Linked DNA regions of Mus musculus: all the other regions are linked to region 5. A link is a contact called in public HiChIP or PLAC-seq and promoter capture Hi-C data. All regions are on one chromosome and are shown on one strand. The core of a region is the stretch at or near the end of the contact, and the rest is flanking DNA. Distances in the headings are between cores, read along the strand shown. Region 1 holds the start of Srf (serum response factor). Region 2 overlaps AI661453 (expressed sequence AI661453). Region 3 has its middle 19 kb from the start of Taf8. Region 4 holds the start of Taf8 (TATA-box binding protein associated factor 8). Region 5 holds the start of Ubr2 (ubiquitin protein ligase E3 component n-recognin 2). Region 6 holds the start of AI661453 (expressed sequence AI661453). Region 7 has its middle 17 kb from the start of Taf8.

Region 1 (3,459 bases), core at 957-3,456, 450 kb after region 5:
TGGAGACTGCCACGTAGAGGTACCCTGAGTGACGCGGTCCCCAGCTATCTGTTTCCTCCTAGCACTGAAATAGATGCAAGTGCCACCAAAGCTGCTTTTTTTTGTTTTTTTGTTTTGTAACATGAGTTCTGGGGTTTGAACCCAGATCTTTAAGTTTTTGGCTCAATCCTTGTGTGTGTGTGTGTGTGTGTGTGTGTGTGTGTGTGTGTGTGCTCGTGCACACACACGTGTTACTTATTATATTACTAAGGCTAGCCGTTGGACCCATGGTCATTCTATCTTCCTGGGTGTTGCAAGAATGAGCCACCCCATCTAGCTAGCTTATTCGTTGCTAGCTAGTACAACAGAACGAACCAATCGCTTTCTCCTCACAACACTTAAAGGAAACCCATTTCATTAAACACACCAGGAAGTTTGTGACTTGCCACATGTAGCCCCAATTACCTAGCCACAGGCCACTGCTGTGGCTTCCTCTACTCTTTGCCCCCTTTAAATCTGGACTTAGAACTTGAGGGATGGGCACTGTCTCAGGGTGTCTACTGCTGGGACGAAACATCATGACCCAAGAGCAAGTTGGGGAGGAAAGGGTTTATTCAGCTTACATTTCCACATTGCTGTTCATCACGGAAGGAAGTCAGGATAAGAAACAAACAGGACAGCAACCTGGAGGCAGGAGCTGATGCAGAGGCCATGGAGGGGTGCTGCTTACTGGAAAGCTCATGGCTTGCTCAGCCTGCTTTCTTATAGAACCCAGGACTACCAGCTCAAGGATGGCACCACCCACAGTGGGCTGGGCCCTCCCCCATTTAGCACTAGTTGAGGAAATGCCCCACAGCTGGATCTCATGGAGGCATTTCCTCAACAGAGGCTCCTTCCTCTCTGATGACTCTAGCTGTGTCAAGTTGATGCCAAACCAGCAAACCAGCCAGTACAGGTACCAACACCAGAGAATGGACCAGGTCACTTGTTTGTGTGAAGATGTCAGATCACCTGGAATTGGAGTTAAAGATGGCTGTGAGCCACCATGTGGTTGCAGAGAATTGAACCCAGGACCTCTGGAAGAGCAGCCAGTGCTCTTAACTGCTGAGCCATCTCTTCAGCTCCCAATGTTTGTATACTTTTCTTTTTGATTGGTTTTGCTATATAGTCCTGGCTGGCTTGGCACTCACTATGTAGGTCGGGTTGGCTTTGAACTCCAGGCAATCCTCCTGTCTCAACCTCAGGAACAGCTAGAATTAAATGTGTATATCACACCGTCCGGCCAGATTTAAATAGTTTCAGTAACATAGAAGTGCAAGATATTTTCTCTAGCTTGGAGCAAAGATTCAGACTCTCAGACCCTTAACCTGGGCTTTGTAACACCCACGTTTTAACCTTTCTATCTTTTTATTTTTTAATACTCCTGTGGACCTGTAATGTCGATCACTCTCTTGCTTAAATTTTCTATCCCACTGTACTTTCAGGCCTGTGCTTTAGCCTCGAGACCACCCCCCACCCCCCTTTTAGCACAGCCGGCAGCTGGAAGTCTTCACTGATCTCTCACTTTCCGCCCTGCCCCCATCATGGATGGGAGGATGTCTCTGTGCCTCCTCCAGATGTGTGTCTGCCAAAGATACCCCTCCACCCCCAGTGTAGAGGATGATGAACGATGTGACCTCGCAGCCAGACTTGTGGGAAAGTGTTGATCCTTTGAAAAGAGAGGGAAAGGCAAGAGTGCGCGACAGAGCCGCTGGGCTAGCGGAGTCGAAAGACTCAGGAAGTGGTGGGAGAAGCGCTCCAATCTATCCCTGCCCTCTTTCGCTGGAATTAGGAAGTCTTCCTCTTTATTTGTTTCAAACCCCATCCATTCAGGGGTTCCCTCTTCTGCCCTGCAGTCCTCTCCCAGGCTTCCTTCCTCTAGGATAGTTTCAACACTCCACTACTCTCCAACCCAGGGGGGCGGAACTGGTTCGGCTCCACTGTTCCTTTAAGGAGTTGGCTCCTCCCTCCCACGGAATCGCGGTCTGACGCGGGGATGACAGCAGCGAGTTCGGTATGTCTATGCAAATAAGTGTCCCCTTCGGGCCAATGGGGAGCCTAGGTGCCGGAAGCGCGGACCAATGGGGCGGGGGCGCTGGGGCTCGCCATATAAGGAGCGGCCTCGCCATAAAAGGAAACATTGTATCTCTTTATATGGGGGGGGGAAGGGTTGGGGGATACCTCCGCAGCCAGCGCGTGGTCCCGGCCCCCTCCACCCGCGGTCTCGGCCGCGGCCAGCAGCCCCTGCCCCGCGGGGGACGCTGACGGCCGCAGGGCGCGCCTCCCCGGCACACGGACAGGGGGCGCTGCGCGCGGCCTGGGGCAACCCCGGCCATAGGGGCAGGAAAGTGAGGGCCCAGGTCGGCCCGGGCGTGCAGGGGCCCCGGGCTCGCAGCGGCGGCCGCGGCAGCAAGAGCGGCTTTAGTAACAGCGCGAGTGCCGGGTGGAACCGAGAAGCCGATGGCGGCAGCTGCCCCGATTCCTCGCTGACTTGCCCGTCAGCCCTCCTGCACTGAGCGCCATGTTACCGAGCCAAGCTGGGGCCGCGGCGGCTCTGGGCCGGGGCTCGGCCCTGGGGGGCAACCTGAACCGGACCCCGACGGGGCGGCCGGGCGGCGGCGGCGGGACTCGCGGGGCGAACGGGGGCCGGGTCCCCGGGAACGGCGCGGGGCTCGGCCAGAGTCGTCTGGAGCGGGAGGCTGCAGCGGCAGCGGCGCCCACCGCCGGGGCCCTCTACAGCGGCAGCGAGGGCGACTCCGAGTCCGGCGAGGAGGAGGAGCTGGGCGCCGAGCGGCGCGGCCTCAAGCGGAGCCTGAGCGAGATGGAGCTCGGCGTGGTGGTCGGTGGGCCTGAGGCGGCGGCGGCGGCCGCCGGGGGCTACGGGCCGGTGAGCGGCGCGGTGAGCGGGGCCAAGCCGGGGAAGAAGACCCGGGGCCGCGTGAAGATCAAGATGGAGTTCATCGACAACAAGCTGCGGCGCTACACGACCTTCAGCAAGAGGAAGACGGGCATCATGAAGAAGGTACCGGAGCCGGAGGTTGGCGCGCCCCGGGGGGAACCGGAGGGTGGGTGCGCTCTAAGGTAGCCCCGGAGCGAGACAGAGCCGAGGCGGAGGTGAGAGGCGGGCTAGTCCGCAGGAGGTGTGTGGGAGGGGATGGTTGTACCCTGGCCTGGCGAAAGGGGAGGGGCCGCCGGGGAAATATGGGGAGAGGGGAGATGCTGCGAACGTCCGGAATCCTGGGCGAAGGCGCCGAGGTGGGAGTGACCAGCGCGCGGGAGACAGAGGGTCCTGGAGGAGTGCAGGATAACCAGACGCCGGGATCCGCAGATCCTCTGTGTCCTGGTGTGCGCGAAGGGCGGTGGGAAAGGGAGCAGAAGGTTTGGAGATGAGGAGGCAGGAGTTGGATGACAGCTGCAGCGAGAGAGCTTGAGTGGGAGGAA
Region 2 (3,693 bases), core at 395-2,894, 450 kb before region 5:
GAGTGGGCTGCAGAGCAGACCCCGGGCTGAAAACCTGCCTGGTTCGCTAAGGAGCTGCCTTTAGGAGCTGCAGAAGGGGAGAGTGAGGACGGAAGCGGTGACTGAGACACCGCAGTTCTCAGGAACCTTTGCTCAGAGTCACACGGGGTGTCACCAGCCTGATTTCACCAAGTGGCTCACATCCATCCCATACACTGAGTCCTCTAGAGTTAGCACTGCTCTTCTCAAGCAGGGAAAGTGTCCTGGGGACGGAGCTAATCAGGCTATAGCTTATAGGCTCAGAGATAGGTTTGTCTGACCCAGGTCTTCCTGCTGCCTTCTATCCTGCTGTGACCCGGGCCCTCCCTGCTCTCACCACTCTCTAAAATGGGTGTTAGCCAACCTTGACTCTCTGCATCTCCCTGGCCCACTGTTCTCACCCACCTTGACCAGTAGTAGCTAAGAGGTGCCGGATGCTGGCTTTGCCTCCAGCTGGGGGAAATGGAGATGTTTGCTTGCTTGTTTTATTTTGTTTTAACTTCAGGGCCCCAGCAGGGATGAAAGGAAGCCACAAGATCAGAGTTCTCTTACCTCCCACTTCTTTGTCTGCAAAATCTTCTGGGACAGACGGGGTGGGCACAGCCAGCCCATGGTTCTCCTGGGCATTCTGAAAGAGACCAGGGGACGTGGAGGGATGAACAGACAACTCAAACTGGGCTGTGAGTCTCCCATTACCAAAGAAACTGCAGGAATGGTAGTAGCCATACAACTTCTTAAGTGAACACATTTATTTTAGATTAATTAATTATCTGTGCAGTGCCCACAGAGGCCAGAAGGTGACAAACCAGAGTCACACGCGCAGTTGAGAATGAGCACTCAGGTCCTGAGAACTGCAAGGGCAGCAAGTGCTCTTAACTGATAAACCATCTCTCCAGCCCACCCTGTGAGTGAAGTTTAAAAAATAAATCTGGGTTGGGGATATATTTCAGTTGGTAGAGTGTTTGCCCTGTAGTATATACAAAGCCCTGAGTTCGAGCCCCAGTAGGGTAAAAACTGTGTGTGGTGGGGTATGCCTGGATTTTCAGCGCTCAGGGCAGATTAGGGAGGTCAAAGACATGCTCGGCCACGTAATGAGTTTGAGGCCATCCTGTGATACAGGATACAAATGTCCTGTTGGTTTTTTTTTTTTTTTCTCAGCTAGAAATGCATGCTTTGGGGTTCCCATTCAGGGTTGTTTTTGTTTTTCTGCTTTATGCATGTATGAGAACAACCACAAAAGCAATGTTAGTTACAGATCAAATTTGCAAATACAGAACCAGCAAAGACGAGGATCAACTACATCGGAATAAGAATCTCAATTCAAAGCAAACTAAGGAGTCAGGCACGTGCCACACACATATCAGGTGATCCCGGTCTGTATCATGAGTCTCAGCTACAGTGAGGCCCAGTCAAAACAAAACAAAAGCCAACCAAAAAAGCCAAAATGAGGGCTGGTGAGATGTCTCAAAGGGTAAAGGTGCTTGGCTGCCAACGCTGGTGGCCTGGGCTGAGCTGAGCTGGTCTCTGGGACCCAGAATGGAAGGAGAGAACCAGCCCCTGGGGACTGTCCCCAAGCCTAACACAAAGAACCTGCAGTGACTCAGCTGCCCCAAAGAACCCGCCTCCCGACCTCCAGTTGACTCCAGGTCTTCACCAGGAATTTACAGAAGATAACTAAGTGTTGAAGCAGGGCTCTGCAAGCAGTGCAGGCGTCTCTGATCTCTCACCTGAACCAAACAGAGCTGTGTTTGCACAGCTGTCTGTCTGAGAGTCTATTTTGCATTCTCTCCGCACCCCCCTGCCCCCAACACATTTCCATAGATCAACAAAGTGCACACACCTGCCATTTGGGAGCTTGGCAGAGCACTACATGTGCTTCTCAGGGGTCTCAGTGGCCTGGCCTCTGGCTCCCAAGTCCATTCTCCTTTCCCACTCACTTAGCACACCAGTCTATGTTCTAATCCAACAGTCTCCCCACCACCACAGTCTGCGTGCTTCCTGGGCCTGGAGTTGGGCAAGCCATCTATTTCTCCTTTATTTTTCTTCAAGCCACCGTCCTTGGCTTCAGAGTCACTATGTAGCTGAAGATGACCCTGAACTTCTGGTTTTCCTGCCTTCACCTCCCCAATGCTGTGATGGCAGCTGCCACCACCACACCTGGTTCTGTGGTATTGAGGATTAAACCCAGGGCTCTGTGCATGTGAGGCAAGCACTCTGCCAACGGAGCCACATCCCAGTGCCCCTCCCATTAGTTTCTAATAATACCAAGAATGCTCCTTGTGCCCTACTCGAAACCATCTCCGTCACCACTCGATGAGAAAGATGTCCCCTGCATGTACTGGGTGAGGAAAAAGACATCCGGAAATGTCTCAGAAGTAATTTAAAACATACAGCTACAGCTGGCACTGCTGGACCCAGGCTCTGGACATTGCACCTCACCACAGCCCTTCCTTTAAGGACTAGCTCAGCTGCCCTTTGTAAAGGGGCTTTGGAGCAAATGGACTTGATGTTATCAGCCCTGCTACCTCACCACAGGACTGAGAAAAATACTTCAACACCCCCGGGTCTGTTATCTCTACCTGTGAACTTGTGCTAAGCCCAGAAGGGACCCATGCACCCATCTGTGATGATCTGAATAGGCACAGCCCCCAAAGACTCAGTTATCTGAATACTTGGTCCATGGGGAGTGGCACTGTTGGGAGGTGTGGCCTTTTCGGAGGAGGAGGTGTGTGACTATGGAGTTGGGCTTTGAGGTCTCATATGCTCTAAGTAGGCCTTGTGAGGCAGTCTCCTGCAGATTGAGAGTTAGAACTAACCCCTGTCTCCTGGACCCCTGACTCCTGTCGAAGTTACTGCCCCCACAGCTCCCACAGGAGAGACTTGGGTAGGAACAGCACCAAGCCTTCCTACACGCAAATAAGGTTTCCCCCAAACTCTCAGTCTAAGCCAATGAGAGGTGCCTGCTGTCAAACCCTGAATCACCCCCAGAACTGTATATAAGTCCATGCAGGGAATTAAAGGTATGCGAGAAATATTCCTTCATCTGAGTCTTTTGTTCCAAGAGGTCTATGTAACACTTGGGAAGAGATCTTCTCTCCCGAAGAGCCACCCGAGGTCCTACTGCACGCCTCACTGGATAGTCGGCTTCTCATCGGCCAAGCCTGACCCGACTCAGTTCAGAGAGGCTCGGTTAAGGAGCGACCTGGAAGGCGTGGCAGAGACTCATCTCTCTGCCTGGACTCACTTCCCTTCTCGGGAACCTTCCTACCTGGCCTGGACAGAGATCTCCGTGGAAAACTTCTGGTACCCAGTCCCACACCCTGTAAAAACAAGTGTTCCTAACAGGTGAGCCTTCCCGCTGGACCCCAACTCTTCCTGTTCTACATATCCATGAAACCCATTTTCTTCACATAAAATGCAGAGACTAGGAGGCACAAATATAGATGAAAGCAAAATGCTCTTTAGATGTAAAACAAACTCACAAAGATAACGCAGCCCCAGGCCGTCATCCTCTAATGTCTTCCCCAACAAGACAAAGCTCCAAACCAGCAAAGCCAAGCTCCATGGGGTCCTGGGCACTTGCGCTCTCTCTCTCTCTCCCTCCCTCCCTCTCCCTCTCTCTCCCCCTCCCTCTTCCGTCCGTCCATCCCTCCCTCCCTTTACATCCTTGCTTGC
Region 3 (3,600 bases), core at 116-2,615, 510 kb before region 5:
TGTCTGGCATAGAGCGAGCGTTCAGTACTTGCTGGTCACTACCAGGCCTGGCTTTCTGGGCCTGAATATACTGCAGCTTCCTAAAACGTAGCCGGGTTCCATAGAGGCCTTAGGATGTACCGCTCCTATCCCGAGATTCTTATACACAAGCGGCTGCCCCTAGCTCTCTGGGGCATTCATTTATTCAAACCACTGTTCAGGGGTCAGGGTGGCTACATAAGTGAGGATATGCCTAGAATCTGTCAAACACATAGTATCTTGGAGGGTCTTGGGGGCCTCAAGGAGTCAGTTGAGTACAGAGGTTTGGGAGCGTGCCAGCAAGAAGCAGGTGACCCTTCTGCGTGTGTTCCCATTGAGCCAACTTCCTGCCAGCAGCTAAGACTCCCGATGTATCTCAAAGCTAACACCACCCTGCAGGCCCCTGCATCTGACCCTTGGACAACCAGGCTAGAAGCCACATCCAGGCTCAGGAACACAGAAGTCATCAAACCTTCTTCAGGACAATGAAGACACTTCCTGATGTGGCCCAGGGCCTTCCTGAAACCCTGCATTCTTCGGACTGGGACTGCTTATGGGGGTATCTTGAAGAAGGGGTGCTAATTGCTACTCATGGTGGCCCCAGGAGCCGGCCTAGCCCTGGGGGATGGGCAAGTAGTGGCTCCTTGTAGCTCTTAGACCCCAGGCTAGCGTGTGTCGAAATAAGGTCACTAGTAAGAAGTCTCAGGAGTTATGGAGTCTCTCAGATCCCTGGGACCAGGATACCTTCAGGCACTATACTGAGGAATAAACTCCCATAAGCCAGTCAAAGCGGCCCCTCGTAAAAGTCACTGTCAATCCTTTCTGTACTGAGTGCCTGGGGAGGCAGAGAGCAGAAGTCTCCAGCCCAGTGAATACTCCTCTCACCACTAGACCCCAGCTCCTGCCTCAGCCTCCCCAGCCTGGCTATCAGAGCTTAGCCCCACTCTATTTCCCAGGCCTTCCTAGATTACCCAGGGGAGAGTCTGAGGGTGGCCCAGCCTGGCAGATGGGGGCTGGCCCTGGAAGAGGCCTCTCTTTTCCACCTCCGGCCACCTGTCTCGAGTCCTCAGTCCTTCCAGACAGCTGGAGAAAGGCCCCCGAGAGCCTCTGCCTAAAGAGGGGGCTGATGTGGGAACACAGCTCACAAGGAGCTAAGCCAAGGCTGAGGGGAGGCCCTCAGAGCCGACGGGGATGCCGAGTGTGCTCGGGTGGGGGCGGGGCGGGCTGGGGGAGAAGTAGGGATTGGGGTGGGATCACAGAACGGAATGCAAAGCTTGTTCTCCCCGGGGCACAGCTGTTTATTTTGATCCCCTTGTCAGCTGCTGCCTGTTCCTTATCTCAGGGCTCAACGGAGACTCCACCCCCTCCTCTGTTGCTGAGCTGGAGAGGCAGACTCTGCGGGATGCTGCCCAGCTTCCTGCTCCCACCGCAGTCTTCCCCCGGCCCTCCACCCTTGCAGCCCCAGGCTGCTCAAAAGGACTAGAGGAAGCTGGCTTTCTTCAGACCTACTCTGTGCCCTTTTGAGGGTAACTACCCCCCCTTATCTAACTCCGCCCACCCCAATTGTCATGACGGCCTGAGCTGGGCACCCCCGAAGTGCCAGGCAGGACACTTTTAAAATTTTGTTTAATTGGTATAACGGGACTTGAAGAGAGGACAGAGAGTTGCAAGCTGGGGTCCACACCAGGCTCTGGGCCTTACTGAGCCCTCCACTGCCAGCTTTACTCTTAGCTCCTACAGCTTCCAATGAGGTACCACAAACTAGCGACACTTTTCCCATAAGCTCATGGAACACTCCTAGTACATGTTCTATTCTTCCTGTTATTATAGAACTGGACCTTTTTTTGGGGGGGGAGGGGGGTTTCAAGACAGGGTTTCTCTGTGTAGCCCTGGCTGTCCTGGAACTCACTTTGTAAACCAGGCTGGCCTCGAACTCAGAAATCCGCCTGCCTCTGCCTCCCAAGTGCTGGGATTAAAGGCGTGCGCCACCACCACCCAGCTTTTTATTTTTATTTTTATTGAGACAGAGTCTCACGTAGCCTGGGCTGCCCTCCTAATAGGTACCCCGAGGAGGACCTTGAACCCCTGATCCTCTGTCTCTACAAATCCTGGGATTATGTAGCACTGGGGGTCAAGCCACACACAGCTGCAGCTGAAATGTTCTTAAAAAAAAGAAAAGGCAAAGCCGGGCGTGGTGGTGCACGCCTTTAATCCCAGCACTTGGGAGACACGCCTTTAATCCCATTTGTGGTTTACTTCCCTTAATTGATTATGCGTCTTAATGTATGGAGAGTATATCTAAACTGTATGTATGAGAAACCCTCACAGCTCCGCTTGGCCTTAAACTGGCGATGTCGTTGAGGCAGGCTTTGAACCTCCACCCCCCGAATTCTAGGATTACTGTAGTTTATGGAACTGAACACAGGGCTTCCTGCACGCTTACAGAAGCACTCTACCAACTTAGTGACATTCCTAGGTCCCATTCTCTCTCCCTCTCTCTTTTGGCCTGGAACTCACAGAGATCCTCCTGTCTCTGCCTTCCAAGTACTGGGATTAAAGGCATATGCCACCATGTCCGACTCCCACCCTCTCATTTCCCTTCCTCCCTCATCTGGGGATTAAATCCAGGCCCTCAGCCTGTTAGGCAAGGGCTCTCTACCACGGAGCTCTACCCCTGCCTTCTTTTGAGGAGACCGTTCCCCACCAGGTTACAGTAGTTCTGCCTCTCTGCAGGGCCATCCCACCACCTGAAATGAGATTTTCTTCTTTCCTTGATGTCCTGTCATCTTGACAGGACAGCCCAGCCCCCTGCTGAGCTGCGCTTCCATCTGTTCCTTATCTACGGTAAATGCAGAAACCAGGCCCCTGACCTGTACCCCAGAAACCTGTCACCAGCACCAGGTGTCACCGACACAGGCCCACCTGGGCAGAGGTAAGACCAGCTCCCTGTAGGGCCCTCTTTCTACCCTCGGGCACTTCTGTCATTTCCTAGCTCCTTCCTGAAAAGTGTCTCTCGGAGCTCCCAGAGTAGACTCTTTGCTTTACTTTGGGTAATCCGTTTCTGGGGCTACTAGAACCTCAAGTTACAGATTGATCCCCCACCCCGGCCCCCAGCCCCTAGCCCAAATTCAGTTTGTTTCCGATGACAAGACAGGATGTTTTCCCAGCTTCTCTTGAAGTCATGAATCTCATTTTGAAAACTTATTATCATCGTGTGTGTGTTTGTATGCCTGTGGATGAGCGCATACCACGGAGTGTGTATGGAGGCCGGAGGCCAGATTCCAGGAGCGGGTTCTGCCCCTTCCCCAGTTAAGTTCTAAAGCTCCAGCTCGAGCCTCACAGGCCCTGAAGCCGAGCCTGAACAGTATGTGTTACAAATAAAACAGTACAGCAGATTTTTGCTTAAAAGACATCAAAAGTACATCTGCTGTAGCAAGCACGCGTAAGCACATTACAGCGGATCTTCTTTGGTTTTTATACATATTTGTGTGTTTCTGTACATGTGTGGACAAAATGGTTTAAAATGAAAACATTTCTAGGATTTGTCTTATTCTATTTTTGTCGGCTTTTTTTTTTTTTTTT
Region 4 (3,631 bases), core at 3-2,502, 490 kb before region 5:
CAGCCCAGTATGTGTTCTTAACTACTGAGCCACCTCTCTGCCCCAAAGTGTATTTTTAAAAGAGATTTATTTGTTTCAATTATATGAATACACACACTGTAGCTGTCTTTAGACACACCAGAAGAGGGCATTGGATCCCATTACCGATAATTGTAAGCCACCATGTGGCTGCTGGGAATAGAACTCAGAACCTCTGGAAGAGCAAGCAGAACCAAAGTGTTTTTTTGTTTTTAAATATTTATTTATTGCATACATGTGGGTATATTGGTCTTGTCTTCAGACACACCAGAAGAGGGCGCCAGATTTCTTTTTCTTTTTTTAAAATATTTATTTATTTATTATATACACTGTAGCTGTCTTCAGACACACCAGAAGAGGGCATCAGATCTCATTACGGATGGTTGTGAGCCACCATGTGGTTGCTGGGATTTGAACTCAGGACCTTTGGAAGAGCAGTCGGCGCTCCTAACCGCTGAGCCATCTCACCAGCCCCTCTTTTTCTTTTTCTTTTTCTTTTTCTTTTTTTTTTTTTTTACAGGGTTTTCTCTTTGTAGCCCTGGCTGTCCTGGAACTCACTCTGTAGACCAGGCTGGCCTCGAACTCAGAACTCCACCTGCCTCTGCCTCCCAAGTGCTGGGATTAAAGTCGTGCACCACCAAGGCCCTGCGAAGGCGCCAGTTCTCATTGTAGATGGTTGTGAGCCATCACGTGGTTGCTGGGAATTGAACTAAAGACCTCTGGAAGAGCAATCAGTGCTCTTAACCGCTGAGCCATCTCTCCAGACCCAAATTGTATTCTTAGTGTATTTCTGAGAACTTACTTCATACAAATGGCTTTGTTTTTGTTTTTATTTTTATTCTTTTCTTTTCAGGGAAAGGGTCTCCTTATGTAGTCCTAAACTGGCCTTTAATTCATTGCATAGCCCACGCTAGCCTGGAACTCTAGATCCTCTGGTCTCAGCTCCAAAGTGCTAGGATTACAGACGGCAGGCTCCTGGACAAAATATGTTTCTTTTAACTCAGTGCATCTCACAGTGCGTCTTCCAGATCAATTGCTACAGCTACTGACTTAAGTGTCCAAGAAAGCTTGGGTCACACAACGCCACGTGAGCTTGGGCTATCCCGAGCTCCCTCCACCCCCACCCCAGACTCACACGTGTTCGTAGAGCTTTTCTATAAGGCGGGGCACCCGCGGCCCCGCCCTTCTCCACCTCCCACCCCGCAACTACAAGTCCCATCGTGCCCCGCGCTCACGCACACTACGCAAGAGCAAGATGGCTGACACGGCGGCCGGGCCTGGTGGCTCCGGAACGGTAAGGGTGGAGAGGCGCGGCGTGAAGCCGAAAGAGTTTGGGTCTTCTGGATCTCTCCCACGGTTTGGGCCACGGTCTCGAACCGAGAAGCCCAGGCCCGCTCTGAGACCCGGGGCTGGAGAGTATCTCTGGCCGTAGGCGGTCCCCGCTGCTTGGCTTTTGGCAGCGGCCTCCTGAATTGCTGCATCTGAGACTTGATTGGCTTGTTCCTTGTTGAGGTGGGAACCCGGAACTCCTTCTGATTGGTCTGAAGAGGCTGTTTTTATCCTCTTACTGGCCGGCCGAAGTTGGAACTTCGTAAAATATTTACTTGCTCTGCCTTTCTCTGCGGTGATGCCTAGCTCTCCTCTGCATCCTGTGGTGGTAGCTGGTTTAATTTTCCTGGTTACTGAAATGGTGTGATGGGACAAGAAGATAGTAGATTTATTCGCTCAGTACCATCATTCGTGTATATATTCTTCCTTTGCTTTTCCCTCTCTCTTCCTGCCTCCTCTCGCGCCTGCCTCTGCCTCCCGGGTGCTGGGAATAAAGGCGTGCCCACCACAGACCCGCTCCTGTAACTTTGCTCCAGAAAGAAGTGAATGGGGCTGGAGAGATGGTTTAGTGGTTAAGACGGACTTGCTGGTCTTTCAGAGGACCTGAGTTTGGTGGAGTGGCTCACAATCACCTGTAACTCCTGCTTCACGGAATCCGGGCCAGCGCGGCACCTGCACTCGCAGGAACACACACACGCGCGCAAAACACACACATCTAGTGGTTCAAAGTCTCACTCTGGGCTTCTGATTTCCAGAGACCGGGAAGTAAGCAATCCACTAACCCTGCTGATAACTACCATCTGGCCCGGAGGAGGACCCTGCAAGTGGTTGTGAGCTCCTTGCTGACAGAGGCGGGATTTGAGAGTGCCGAGAAAGCGTCTGTGGAGACACTGACAGAGATGCTGCAGAGCTGTGAGTACCAAGAAACACTAGGCCCGCTGTTTCCTTTACAGACCCCCCCCCAGCTCCGTGAACTCCATCCCAGATTCTCTCTCCCCTTCTCTTGGAAGACTGTTAGAGACTCAGCTTCAGGCAGAAGAAACACACATGTCCATTGTAGAATGAGACTGTTTCGATGCTTATACATGTGGGAGAGACACAAATAGCAACCTTGTCATTTCAGTCGTCTGCAGCGGCATTAAGTGGCATTAAGTGTTACACAACTCTCAGCGTTATCCATGTCCAAAGCCCTGTATCCCTGAACAACACTGGATTCGGTCTTCTCCACAGCCCCAAGAACGTCTCCTTTCTGTCTTTGAATTTGTTTTTGTTTTTTAATATAACCCTTCCCCGCTTTGGTTTTTCAAGACAGGGTTTCTCTGTGTACCCCTGGCTCTCCTGGAACTCACTCTGTAGATCAGGCTGGCTTTGAACTCATAGATCCATCTGCCTCTGCCTCCTGAGTGCTGGGATCAAAGGCACGTGCCACCACCACCCAGCCTAATCAATCAATCAATCAATCAATCTCTCTCTCTCAATTTACTTATTCATTTTATGTATATGAATATAATGTAACTGTGTTCAGACATCAGCAGTAAGTCTCAGAGGCTGAAAGCATTCTAGACCCAGATAAGATTGTATGGGTGCTGGAGGCTTCCAGGACTAGACCTAGGTTAGCAGACTGAGGTGGTGAGCCCCGAATCTAACAATTACATCAGGCATCGGATCTCATTACAGATGGTTGTGAGCCACCATGTGGTTGTTGGGAATTGAACTCAGGACCTCTGGAAGAGCAGTCAGTGCTCTCCCCACTGAGCCATCTCTCCAGCCCAACATATCTCTTTAAAAATGACTCTTCTTTCCTTGTGTGTGTGTGTGGTAGGGACTGCATGCATGCCGTAGCACATGGATGGACATCAGAGGATAACCTGTGGGAATCAGTTTCCTCCTACTGTATGAGTCTCAGAAATGAAGCTTAGGTCATTGGCGGCAAGCATACTGCCGAGCCATTTCACAAGCTCGACTTTTGCTTTGTATTTATTTATTTTTTCTTTGTTCTTCAGATAAGTGGAATCTGAAAATATTTGTCCTTCTTGTGCCTGGCTTATTTCATATACATAGTATTTCAGAGTCATAGATTTCATTCCATTTAAAGAATTTAGATTTAAAGAATATAGATTTCGGGGCTGGCGAGATGGCTCAGTGGGTAAGAGCACCCGACTGCTCTTCCGAAGGTCCAGAGTTCAAATCCCAGCAACCACATGGTGGCTCACAACCATCCCCAACAAGATCTGACTCCCTCTTCTAGAGTGTCTGAAGACAGCTACAGTGTACTTACATATAA
Region 5 (3,397 bases), core at 839-3,338:
TACAGGGTAAGTTCCAGGATATACAGGTCTACATAGTGAGATCTTTCAAGAAAATGGAAAAAAAATAAAAAAAAGAATAAAAATGTTCCTGGGTATGGTGGTGAATGCTGTTCCGTCATTCAGGAGACCAAGTCAAGAAGGTACCAAGTCCATGCCAGCTTGGGCTACATAGGAGATCCTGTTTAAAAACAGGCCTAGGAGTACATGGGAATTGAAAATGGAGCCATTAGATCATTTTTAGAAGGGCATGAAGGTAGGAGTGTGCGAAGGTGAGGGTGGATCTCAGAAGAAAGGGTTTATTGCAGCTCACAGATTCAGAGAGTGAGTCTACATCTTGGTGGGGGAGCCTGGAAGCAGGTAGGTAGGCATAGCGCTCAAGCAGTAGCTGAAAGTTTACAACTGACCCACAAGTAGTAGGCAGAGGTAGGAGCTAACTGGAAAGGGCTAGGACTTTTGAAACCTGAAAGCCCTCCCCTAGTGACACACCTCCTCCACACAGTTCCACCAGTGGGGAAGCAAGCATTTAAATATATGAGCCCCTTGAAGGGCCATTCTCATCCAGACCGCCACACACGCTCTTCCAGGGTCCCACTCCTGACTTTAGCTCATCTAATGCCTTTGTGTTCCCTAACCACAAAGGTACCACCATTTTGTGCTCTTCTCTTTGGCTACCAGGCTTTTAAGACAATGGCCCCCCCAAGTAATAGGAGTTGGAAAAGGCTGGGGAGTCTGGCATCAACCAGAGCTTGAGCTTGCCTCCCAGAAAGAGGTGTCTTACAGTTTCTACAACTTGCAAGAGAGACTGGAGTCAAGATAATGATGGACCAGCGATGGACTAGGACCACACCTTGACCAGGGCTGCCCTTTCTTTAAAACTAAACCTCATGTCAGGACTCTGAAAGGTAGTGAACTTGAGGGTGGGCAGATGGTCACTGGACCTTTTTGTCCCTCTCCCCAATGTGGCTATATCGAATAAGTCTCCTTTCTCTGTCTCTTCATTATTGCTTATCTCTTTAATTGTTATATTGAGGATATATGCTTGAGCCTAGCTTGTTAGAGCCGCAGGTTCCAAGGTCTAACCCTAACAACTCCAGTACAAGATACCAGCCTCTTCCTACAGGGCAATTAGGGTTTGTCTGGTCATCTGTGAGAGCCTAATCTTCTCCACGAAGATAATTTAAAAGATATTCAAATACATGTCACAAATTACAGTCAGTGTATATAAGCCTCCAATCGGTCTGCTTTTAGATCTGCTTCTGTCAGTATAGTCTTAAAGCAATGCAGCTAAAAAAAAAAAAATATCCAGTATTTCTTCTGTTGCTTTGTGGCCTGCCATTGAACCTTAAAGTCTTTTTTTTTTTTTTTTTTTTTTTTTTTTCCTTGACCTTTTGAGAAACTGCAAAAAACAATGGCAGTCGCAGCTCTAGCCCTGGCTCTCCCTCCGCGCAGCCGCAGGAGTAGGCAGGCTGGACGCGGAAGTAAGCGCGTGCTTCCAGGGTTGTCTGACTCTGAGAGTTGGTCTTTAAGTTGATTCGTTGGACGCCTTTTCTGATGCAACAAGACTTAAGGAAAGAAAAGGATATATATCAATCAATGGTCATAAATTAAATGTCTTGCAATTGTACCTTAAAACTTTTCAAAATCTCGGTACTAAATACACCTCGGTGACTAGTGCCAGGATGACAAGGCATTAGAACCTCCGGGATAGAACGCGCGATTCATTCATTCTTTTGACAATTGAGGGTTTATCAGATACCAGACTTTTGACAGACAGCTGTGTGTCTATCGCGCCAGGAATGATTATTCTTGGTGCTGGGGAGATAAAAAAAAAATGACAAGAATAAATAGGACTAAGAGACTAAGACGAGATCTCAAACGTTATTTCGTTCTTCTGGTGTCAAGCCCCTCTCACGGATTCTAAATTGTCTTTTTCCAGGCTTCCGCCAGGGGATGGACTACAACTCCCATGATACTCGTGTGCCGCTCCTTATTAGAGGCTTCGCTTCTCTCCCTGGCCGCTCAGGGGACGACTACAGTACCCAGAATGCCCTGCTCCCTCGCTTGGGTGTTTTTGCCCCTCTCTTGGCGTTGAACGCGGTAGTGGCTGTCCGGAGTGCCAGGCCTGGGGTTCTCGGTGTCCTTCCCCCGGTCACGGGCGAGGAGGCGACTTGACTTCTGGGCGCCGAGCCCGGGCGCGCGCGCAAGCGGCTGCCGTCCCCGCTGCAGGTTCGCGTCCCGCTTTGCTCCTCGCGCATCTCGGCTCGGCGGCAGCCCGGACGGCCCGGGACTGACGGCCCCAGGACAGGGGTGACCGTCGCGGCTGCGGGAGCAGAGGCGAAGCTGAGGCCCGGGGAGAGGCGACAGCGGCGAGAGCACCCGGGGAGAGGAGGAGGAGAGAAGATGGCGTCGGAGATGGAGCCCGAGGTGCAGGCCATCGACCGCAGTTTGCTGGAATGTTCTGCCGAAGAGATCGCAGGGGTGAGTGCGGGAGCCCGGGAGGGCTACGTCCGGCCCTCGTAGGCCGCGCCCCGGGGGAGGAACAGAGTCCTGGGAATCCCGGAGCCCGCCACTGACTTCGGCTAACAGCGGCGCTGGCCATGTCCCGTGGGGAAAAGGACCCAGGAGGCCATCGAGCCTGCTCCGCGCCTTCGGTGCTCAGATCCTCCTTATACGCGGCGACTCTTACTACAGAGCTTTCATTATCCCTAATTAGCTTCACTCTCCATTAAGTCTACAACACTTGGGTTTTTGCCCTATATGCTGGCTGTTGGAAGATGGGAGCGAGCGGCTTCCTAACGTTGTCGTATAAGCGCCCTACTTTACCTTCTGATGCCATTTCTTAGGATAAGCGGAGCAGTGTCTGCGCCGAAGGATTCTATCCTCTCCCAGCTCCAACTTTGTTGCTGGGGGGCGGGGAGGGGAGTTTACCCAGGCTGCAGGCAGCACAGTCCAACATTACCCCCTCGGTGCTTTTTTAAAAAGTTGTTTTGCACTTGTTTATTTCGTTAGATGGTAACCTTGGTGCCTGTGTGTAATGTAGTGGTGCCTCGACACGTTTGCTAAGCATGGAGGCTGGCAGATTTAAAAAAAAAAATACATAATTTTTCTAGGAGTTGGGAAAAGTTGGACGGAGAACAAACGTTATATAACTTTGAAAAAGCAGCTTTGGTGAACAGATGCAAGCTCATTAATGATAGCGTTGATCACAGCCTATCAGGAACCCTTAGGCCCTAAACTTAAGCCATTCAGACACAGTAAAGACTTAAAATGTAGTATCAACAAGCGCCGATACAAGTAGCAAAGTTACAAAGACAACAACTTTCAACAAACTCAGCGTCATCTTTTGCCAGTGAGGGCAGGGGACACCTATCAGAACAGATTGTCCACGGTGACTGTA
Region 6 (3,528 bases), core at 514-3,013, 430 kb before region 5:
ATGCGCTGGGAAAATCGCAGCTCTACCATTTAAATCTTGCGGTCTTGGACCAGGTCTGTAACATCCCTGTTCTTTGGCGTCCTCATCCAGAAAGCCAATAATAGCATCTTACACTAGACAGAGACTCAGTGAGTCAAAGATCAAACGTTTTAGGAGAGTTTGCACCTAGGAAAGGTGGGTGACAGTTTGCTATTGATGTCTTCCTTCAGGCCAAGGAAGGTGTTGGGGCATCCCAGAGTACACTTAGGGTTCACTTGCCAGCACTGGTATCTTCTTTGCCTAGACACGCCCCCACTTGGTCCTGCTCTCTTCCCCATTACTGAAACCTGTGCTCTGTCAGAGACAGCCTTCCCTCTCCACTCTGAGGCTAGGTTCCCCTCAGAAATGCCTCTTCTCTTTCTCATGCACCTAAAGGCTGTCTTCCAGCAGAGGCCCCCAAAGGGCAGGAGGGCATACTCTTAGTTTTGCTTGCCTGCTGGTGAGAGATCTTTAGGTCAGGGAAAGGTGACATCTTGTTCTTGCCCTGGCCCCCAATGTAATCATTTGGGTGTTGAACAGAACTCCAAGTACCATAAAGGTGATGAGGAAGGCAGGTAAAACTAGGGAGTGATTGGTGACACACCCCTGTCTCCCACTTCAGACACCAGAAGCATGGATCAAAAACAAGAAGTGAGTACCGTTCCCCCATTTTCCCGGGGTTCCCCCCAGTTAAGAGTGTATAAACTGGAGATTGACAAAGAGATAGGAGTGTCCCATAGCCGGAGCTGGGGAAGGGCCAATTTATTTCCAGTAGTTTGCAAAGACACACCACCCTTGATTCAAAGGGTCCGCACTCTCCTCTGTCCCACCTCTGACTCTTCAGTCCGAGACCATAGACAACCCAGATCCAAGAGGACCTGGGCAAGAGCATGTGACACTCAGCCCCCTTCCCTCCCCACCCCCAACCAAACCAAACAAAGCTAATTTGATGTCGCAAATGGCTGGCAATCTGCTAACAGTGGCCTGCTCGCTGACTTTCCTTTCTCAAACAGAACGAACGGCAAGGGCACCTGAGGCAGGCTCTCTCTGCGGGACAGAGGAAGCGGAAAGGACTAGGGACAGACGTCTAGATCTCTGACTCAGAATGCGGATATGTGGTAGGAGACACAGCAAAGACAGCCACACAAACAGAAACCCTACCAAAGGTTATGAAGGGAGACAGGGAACGGCAGGTGAGGGCGGCAAGGATCGGCGGCCTCACTTCAGGGGTTCCCTGCACCTCTCTGACTCGGGCTGCCGCGCCTCCTTCCCCTTCCCAGCATCTCCTCAGCCGGTCCACAGGTTCCAACGTGTCCCTGCCCCAGCCCGCTTTCCCAGCGCCCAAGTGACGCCAGAGCCAGGAGGGAAGAGGCGCCACGGGGAACTCTCCCTTGTTTTTTTTTTTTTTTTTTCCCCCAGCCGGGGTGCACTCACCAAAGTCCCTGGTTCCCTCCTCTTGGGCCTCGTGGGTGAAAATCCAGGGTGGATTGGTGGCGTAGAGGGACGTGGTGGAGGGGTGGGCGTGCTTCTTCCCAAAGAGTTTGCTGAAAGTGCCCTGCATGGTCTGGTTCTTTTTCATGCTGCTGCAGGCCGATCTGTCCCCGAGGGAAGGACCTTCCGTCCCTAGGCCTGTCCTGCTCCAGACTGAACCCCGCAGCGTCTTCCCAGGGGACACTAGCAGGCCATGGTCCCCAGCCGCGCTCCCCGCCCGCGCACCCGGCGACAGGTGGTGCGGGCGCCGCCGCCGCTCGCCTGGAAATGCGAGCTACCTGGACAGGTAAGAGGCTGCCGCCCGGAGCCGGCCCCGCCCCGCCGCCCAACTCCCCGGGCCACATTCCTGCCTCCTTCCACAACAGCCTATTGTTGGCACCGTGCGCTGCGCGGAGGACCTCGCCCGGCCCACGCCCTGCTGGGGAGCAGAGCCGCCCCCTGCCGCGGGTTCCCTACCGGCACGCCCGATCCACCCCCACTTTTTTTTTTTTTTTTTTTTTTTTTCTGGACCAGGAAAAGCCCAAGGCGAGTTCCTTGAGTCTGTGAGCCCTTCCTGAGCAGATCAGGGTGGACAGTTTAGAAATGACTTGCATCCCAGAAAAGTACCTGCCTGGCCAAGCTAGCATGGCCCAGAGCATCCCGTGGGCCCTCTGACATGTGTGAGGGAGACTTCGATGAATACAAATGATGAATACACAGGAAGTTAGAGGCCAGGTAGAGTTAAGAAATTTCTGCACATTTTTTTTCCTTTTTTTTTTTTTTTTGTTGTTGTTGTTGTTGTTGTTGTTGTTGTTGTTGTTGTTTTTTTGTTTTTCCGAGACAGGAGTGCTGGGATTAAAGGCTTGTGCCACCACCGCCCGGCTAATTTCTGTACCATTTTTTGTTTGTTTGTTTGTTCGTTTGTTTTTGGTTTTGTTTTTGTTTTCGAGACAGGGTTCCTCTGTATAGCCCTAGCTGTCCTGGAACTCACTTTGTAGACCAGACTGGCCTCAAACTCAGAAATCTGCCTGCCTCTGCCTCGAAAGTTCTGGGATTAAAGGCGTGTGCCACCATCGCCCGGCTAGTTTCTGTACCATTAGAGAACACAGGAAGAAACTATCCTCATGGTTAGGCCTCCATATATATTAATATACTAATATATTAAATATTTAACATATTCAATATATAATTATTTTATATATTTCATATTGTTTCTTGTTTATTATTTATATTGTGTATATTATTAATATATTAAAGATAATATATTTAATACATTATATAGTGTGTATATTAGAGAGACCCTGCCATATATGTCATATACATACATGTATGTATTATGTATGTATGTATGTATGCATCTATCTATCTATCTATCTATCTATGTATGGCAGGGTCTGTCTATTATGTAGCCATTGCTGTCCTGAAATTTGTAGACCAGGCTGGACTTGAACTTATGACTATCTCAACTCTGTCTCCCAAGTGCTGGGATTAAATGCTCAGACCACCAAGCCCGATCTTAATGTATATTTCATGAAATAAAATTTAGTCTTTGGCAATTTCATACATAAACAATGTGTCTTGAGCATATCATGCAGGCTATCCCTCTCCCACTCTTCCCTCCCATCCCTTTCTCCTCTTCATCATCCCTCCCCGCCCCCCTTTAAATCTACTGGGTCTAGTTAGTGCTGCCTATCAGAAAGTTGACTGATCTCATTGGCCTGAGCCTGTATGGATAACCACATTGTAGTCTGTTTCAGAACACAATGACCACGTCATGCCCTGAACACAGCTCTAGAAAATTTGGTATTTTATAGACACCAGATTCTTCTCTCCTGGAATATTCTTTTGAGACAAAATGTTACTTTGTAGCTCTGGCTGGCATGAAACTTTCTATATAGACCAAGCTGGCTTTAAATTCATAGAGATCTGCCTGCCTTTGCTCCCAAGTACTGGGATTAAAGGTATACTGCATGCCTGACTATGAATGTAATTTTTAGAAACCAGATTTGGGGGGGCTGAGGAGATGGCTCAGAAGTAAAG
Region 7 (3,656 bases), core at 1,072-3,571, 470 kb before region 5:
AGGCAGCGAAGAGGCCTAGGCAAATGGAACTTTGAGTTTCCTTATAAGAGCAAGACCTAGAAGCTGTTTTGCACACCCCGCACCCCAGCCACCAAGCACGGGGTGGCTTTCTTGCAAAGGAAGTGACGGTGTGTGGCTTTAGCTAAATGGCTCTGGGCCTAGGTAAAAAATGAGGGGCTTTTCACTGCAGAAAGAACAGACTAAGGCTTGCGGGCAGTTTAAAACCTGTCACTAAGGCGGGCTCAGGGGAATCTTGTTGAGCAGTGCCAAGCGCCTAGTGACATGGCCACTTTTGCAGCCAGTCCTAGACACCGGTGCACTGCCAGGTGCTCTTCAGGCCCTGGGTCAGGCCAGCCTCTCCTGGTGTGCGACCAGTAGGTTATCGCTTCCTCTTTGACCTTGTTCCTTTGCCTTCTGTTGTAGATGTCCTCGGCCAACATCTTGGTCTTTCTTTGATGTTTTTTCCCCATGTGCCTACCCAACCAGAAGGGTCTTGGAAGTGCCATCTCTCATGCCAGGGACATGGTTCCTCTGGTCCTCCACCTCCAGACGTTTCTGCCCAGCTGGTCTCAGCATCCAACTATTTGTACCCAGTTGTCTGGTTTTTGTCCTCTGCGTAGACCATGCTAGGTCTTGTTCATTTGTGTTTAGACAGCACACTCTTCCTCCCTGCCAGTCTGATGCTGCCCCACCCAAATGCGCAGGCTCCCTGCTCTTCCCCAGCCACATCCCCTGCCAGGGTAGACCATTCTCAGCCCTGCAGTAAGACTGGAGATCCTCCCAGAGACTGGCCACCCCTAGTCCAAATGTCTCCAGTGCAAACCTGGCCAATGAGGTCCCCTGACAGGTCTTTGTCTTGCAGGTCACTCATCCTCCTGTGCGCTATTTAGCAGATAGAGGTCCAGAGCCTCTTGTGTATGCTGAACGCTTGGCACGGTGCCAACTCTAATGATACTCTGCTGAACAAGACATACATAGTTCCTACCTCCAGGGAATTCACTCTAGTGGGAAACTACACAAAATGAAACTAAAAGTGTTGTAGGCTGTAGAGGGTGCCAGAAGGGGCTTCTACCCTGCAGGGAGAAAGTCTTCACTTGGCTCCTGGTTGTCCTGTGCCTCTCCTTCCAGCCCTTCAGCCTGTCCCCCATTCCACCCTTCCCTTCTGCAGTCACTCAAACAGCAGTTGAGCTTTTTCTAAGGGAGACCATTTGGATACAGACACTGACAAATACCAGGGTAGACCTAGGTCCCTGCTTCCCCAGCTCTTACAGTGTGTGTGTGTGTGTGTGTGTGTGTGTGTGTGTGTGTGTCAGCCCACAGTGTGTCTGTGTGTGTGTGTGTCTGTGTGTGTGTGTGTGTGTGTGTGTGTGTGTGTGTGTGTGTATGTGTGTGTGTGTGTATGTAGGGGATGGAGGGGCAGTGGACAGCCCACAACACACGTGGTATGTCAGTCCCGTGGTGCCATCAGAGACCTGGAGGAAAAGAATTGAAGGATGGGACAAGGAAACTAAGAGCCATAAGGGGTAGGTAGTGTGCAAAGCTTGGGCTACTAACCTGGGGAGCAGGCAGTGGCCAAAGCCTTCACAGAAGCCAAGCAGGCACTGGGGCTTGGGAGGAGAGGCTGGGGGAGGGGCCAGCCAGAGAACCGAATGGCCTGTCCTCCACCCACCCTGCTTCTTTCAGGATCTCTGACAGGGGATTTGAGACCTGTTGATATAGGCCATATGAGCAGCCACTTTGTGGGGGCAGAGTTTGGTGCCGTTCTGGCAGGGCAGATAAAGGCAGCACTTGTCACAAAATAGGGCAGGAGGAATTATTGTGGGAGCTGCCCTTTAAAAAAAAAAAATGGCCTAAGAAGAACGTTGTAGTTGAGTAGAGCACAAAGTGCAGCCATCTTTGTGGAAAGAGAACAGCAAACAAGCATACTCTCTGTCAGAGGCAGGAGCGTGTGTGCCCCCAGACTGTAGGCAGACTTGCACGGGAGGGTCAAGTGGGCTCAGTTCAGCAAGGGCTTGGGGTGCTGTTCAGAGGGAGATGTGGAGGCAGAGGACCATAGGCAGGGCTGGGAACAAGGTCAGTCAACTCCTCACAGAGGGTGGCATTTCCCAGTTAGGATTTATGGTGGGGTGAAGGGGTGGAGCAGCTAGAGCTAGCCATTCAGGAACTGGGGGGGACGGACTGGCCCTAGCCCCAGAGAGCCAAAGTGTACCCTACCTAAGAAGAGGCAGGAAACAGAAACCTACTGATAGCCTGGAGGACACCCTCCTGTGGAGGCCTGTGTTACCAGGGAGATGGGTAAACAAGAGGGAACCTGTTCTGCCTCCTCTGACCAAGAGAAAGAAGGGGGCTGGTCTGAGGCCTCTGCTGAGATCTCAGTGGGTGGGGTTGGCCCAGTGAGCCTTTGAAAGAGGAGGGTAAGCAGAGGGAGGATGGGAGGGGAGGCAGAGGGAGGAGGGGAGGGGAAGGTAGGCAGAGGGAGGAGAGGAGGGTAAGCAGAGGGAGGAGGGGAGGGGAGGCAGAGGGAGGAGGGGAGGGGAGGCAGAGGGAGGAGGGGAGGGTAAGCAGAGAGAGGAAGGGAGGGCAATAGAGTGCAGCTTGGAGCTGGCCTGAGAGGCATGAGATCCAGGCCTCCTTGGGCCTGGGGCTCTTGTCCCATCTCTGTGGAGCCAGTGTAGAGTCAGTTGTAAGGAGGCCTTGCCCTTGTAAAACCTGATTATACCAGGCTGGGGGTGGGTTGGGGCATTTCTGTCACTTCCACATCAGTAAATCAGGACGATCCCAGGAAAGGGCAGCTGGAGTGGATGAGGCTTCCCATGTGGTGCTAGGAAGAACCACACCCCTTTATCCTGAGGGTCCCAGGCTCTCCAAATGCCCCAGGGCCCAGTGCCCTGCTGGGCACACTCTCTACCACTGCGTGACATGTGACATCCCCAGCCCAGAGGCATGCCCAGGGCAGAGCAGGGAGGCTCTTCCCAGTGTCTTTGTAGGAACAAGAAGAGCCTGAGCCTTGTCGTTTATTGCCACCTCTGAGTTTTCCTGGTGACAGGTTTATCATTCTTCTGTTTCGCTCAGGGTCACCCAGAAGCGAGTGCTTAAGTCTCTGACCATCAGCGTGCACAGCCCCAGCTGCCAGTCTGGGGAGAGGAACCAAGCCTACAGGTACAGATTTGTCATGGATGCTTCCAGCCCTGGAAACAAGCGCAAGGAATTTCCCCTCCTGGTGTTTATGGTTTAGGTCCTCTCCATTTGCTTACATCATTGTTCCGTCTTTGTTAGAAGCTATTTTATTGACTCGTGAACAGATGATGTATGAATTCAGCACAGAACTTGGAAGACAGAAGAAGATATAACACGTACCTCCCTCTCCCACCCCAGGCTCTCTGGCCTTTCCCCGAAGCTCCTGATGAGTCAGTATGGTTTTATGTACCAAACACACATGTAAATATACCCTTTTATAGCGGGATAGATACCGTATAAACAGTATTTTCTCCTAGTGGTTAGTGTGTCCTCTGTGCGAATAATAAAGAATTTCTTTTTTTTTTTAAGATTTATTTATTATTATATCTAAGTACACTGTAGCTGTCTTCAGACACACCAGAAGAGGGCGTCCGATCTCTTTAAAGATGGTTGTGAGCCACCATGTGGATTTGAACTTA

What was found. Promoter capture Hi-C pulls out the DNA fragments that hold promoters and counts their contacts. HiChIP or PLAC-seq counts read pairs in DNA pulled down with a chosen protein or histone mark.
Region 1: a FOXA1 HiChIP or PLAC-seq map of pancreatic cancer cells shows a contact between it and region 5. The contact joins the promoter of Srf here to the promoter of Ubr2 in region 5. A contact is called at or near these places in 3 of 39 promoter capture datasets (erythroid cells, pre-B cells and stem cell-derived epiblast-like cells), 2 of 484 Hi-C or Micro-C datasets (the G1E-ER4 cell line and macrophages), 2 of 115 datasets of contacts at active chromatin or transcription factors (memory CD8 T cells and pancreatic cancer cells) and 1 of 9 other capture datasets (embryonic stem cells).
Region 2: a contact with region 5 is called in a FOXA1 HiChIP or PLAC-seq map of pancreatic cancer cells. The contact joins the enhancer-like site here to the promoter of Ubr2 in region 5. A contact is called at or near these places in 2 of 39 promoter capture datasets (cranial neural crest and second pharyngeal arch cranial neural crest), 1 of 15 datasets of contacts at CTCF or cohesin (the NIH/3T3 cell line), 1 of 484 Hi-C or Micro-C datasets (bone marrow-derived macrophages), 11 of 115 datasets of contacts at active chromatin or transcription factors (the NIH/3T3 cell line, embryonic basal ganglia, embryonic forebrain and 7 more) and 3 of 9 other capture datasets (adipose tissue, embryonic stem cells and pancreatic islet).
Region 3: an H3K4me3 HiChIP or PLAC-seq map of embryonic forebrain shows a contact between it and region 5, with 4 times the contacts expected there. The contact joins the enhancer-like site here to the promoter of Ubr2 in region 5. A contact is called at or near these places in 5 of 39 promoter capture datasets (3T3-L1-derived adipocytes, cranial neural crest, hippocampal neurons and 2 more) and 5 of 115 datasets of contacts at active chromatin or transcription factors (effector CD8 T cells, embryonic forebrain, embryonic hindbrain and 2 more).
Region 4: a promoter capture Hi-C map of second pharyngeal arch cranial neural crest shows a contact between it and region 5. The contact joins the promoter of Taf8 here to the promoter of Ubr2 in region 5. A contact is called at or near these places in 13 of 39 promoter capture datasets (the 3T3-L1 cell line, 3T3-L1-derived adipocytes, the HPC-7 cell line and 9 more), 1 of 484 Hi-C or Micro-C datasets (embryonic stem cells), 13 of 115 datasets of contacts at active chromatin or transcription factors (the NIH/3T3 cell line, astrocytes, bone marrow-derived macrophages and 9 more) and 3 of 9 other capture datasets (adipose tissue, macrophages and pancreatic islet).
Region 6: an H3K4me3 HiChIP or PLAC-seq map of embryonic limb bud shows a contact between it and region 5, with 6 times the contacts expected there. The contact joins the promoter of AI661453 here to the promoter of Ubr2 in region 5. A contact is called at or near these places in 15 of 39 promoter capture datasets (the 3T3-L1 cell line, the HPC-7 cell line, cranial neural crest and 8 more), 1 of 484 Hi-C or Micro-C datasets (pancreatic cancer cells), 15 of 115 datasets of contacts at active chromatin or transcription factors (acute myeloid leukemia, bone marrow-derived macrophages, cardiomyocytes and 11 more) and 1 of 9 other capture datasets (macrophages).
Region 7: a FOXA1 HiChIP or PLAC-seq map of pancreatic cancer cells shows a contact between it and region 5. The contact joins the enhancer-like site here to the promoter of Ubr2 in region 5. A contact is called at or near these places in 3 of 39 promoter capture datasets (the HPC-7 cell line, cranial neural crest and hippocampal neurons), 1 of 15 datasets of contacts at CTCF or cohesin (the NIH/3T3 cell line), 1 of 484 Hi-C or Micro-C datasets (bone marrow-derived macrophages), 12 of 115 datasets of contacts at active chromatin or transcription factors (the NIH/3T3 cell line, astrocytes, embryonic basal ganglia and 7 more) and 1 of 9 other capture datasets (pancreatic islet).

Annotation. Positions count from the first base shown.
Region 1 is chr17:46,554,909-46,558,367 of GRCm38.p6, reverse strand. Srf (serum response factor) reads left to right here and starts at 2,206. Exons shown (of 7, transcript NM_020493.2): 1 at 2,206-3,040. The coding sequence starts at 2,540.
Region 2 is chr17:47,460,907-47,464,599 of GRCm38.p6, reverse strand. It overlaps AI661453 (expressed sequence AI661453), which reads right to left. Exons shown (of 5, transcript NM_145489.2): 3 at 571-646. Among named protein-coding and RNA genes, the nearest start is that of AI661453, 26 kb to the right of the region's middle. Within about 2 kb of position 1,644, at least 48 of the 459 cell types and tissues checked have an H3K27ac peak or open chromatin away from gene starts, as enhancers often do. A contact at or near this core is called in pancreatic cancer cells and pancreatic islet, where this site is marked.
Region 3 is chr17:47,519,551-47,523,150 of GRCm38.p6, reverse strand. It overlaps a transcript of Ccnd3 not described here. Among named protein-coding and RNA genes, the nearest start is that of Taf8, 19 kb to the right of the region's middle. RefSeq lists an enhancer at 1-2,366. Within about 2 kb of position 1,365, at least 283 of the 459 cell types and tissues checked have an H3K27ac peak or open chromatin away from gene starts, as enhancers often do. A contact at or near this core is called in effector CD8 T cells, embryonic forebrain, extraembryonic endoderm stem cells and 3 more, where this site is marked.
Region 4 is chr17:47,499,912-47,503,542 of GRCm38.p6, reverse strand. Taf8 (TATA-box binding protein associated factor 8) reads left to right here and starts at 1,252. Exons shown (of 9, transcript NM_022015.4): 1 at 1,252-1,312; 2 at 2,103-2,259. The coding sequence starts at 1,274.
Region 5 is chr17:47,009,223-47,012,619 of GRCm38.p6, reverse strand. It overlaps Ubr2 (ubiquitin protein ligase E3 component n-recognin 2), which reads left to right and starts at 2,088. Exons shown (of 47, transcript NM_146078.3): 1 at 2,088-2,478. The coding sequence starts at 2,401.
Region 6 is chr17:47,434,874-47,438,401 of GRCm38.p6, reverse strand. AI661453 (expressed sequence AI661453) reads right to left here and starts at 1,763. Exons shown (of 5, transcript NM_145489.2): 1 at 1,453-1,763. The coding sequence starts at 1,597. It also overlaps a transcript of 1700001C19Rik not described here.
Region 7 is chr17:47,483,251-47,486,906 of GRCm38.p6, reverse strand. It overlaps a transcript of Taf8 not described here. Among named protein-coding and RNA genes, the nearest start is that of Taf8, 17 kb to the left of the region's middle. Within about 2 kb of position 2,321, at least 124 of the 459 cell types and tissues checked have an H3K27ac peak or open chromatin away from gene starts, as enhancers often do. A contact at or near this core is called in astrocytes, fetal liver, pancreatic cancer cells and 1 more, where this site is marked.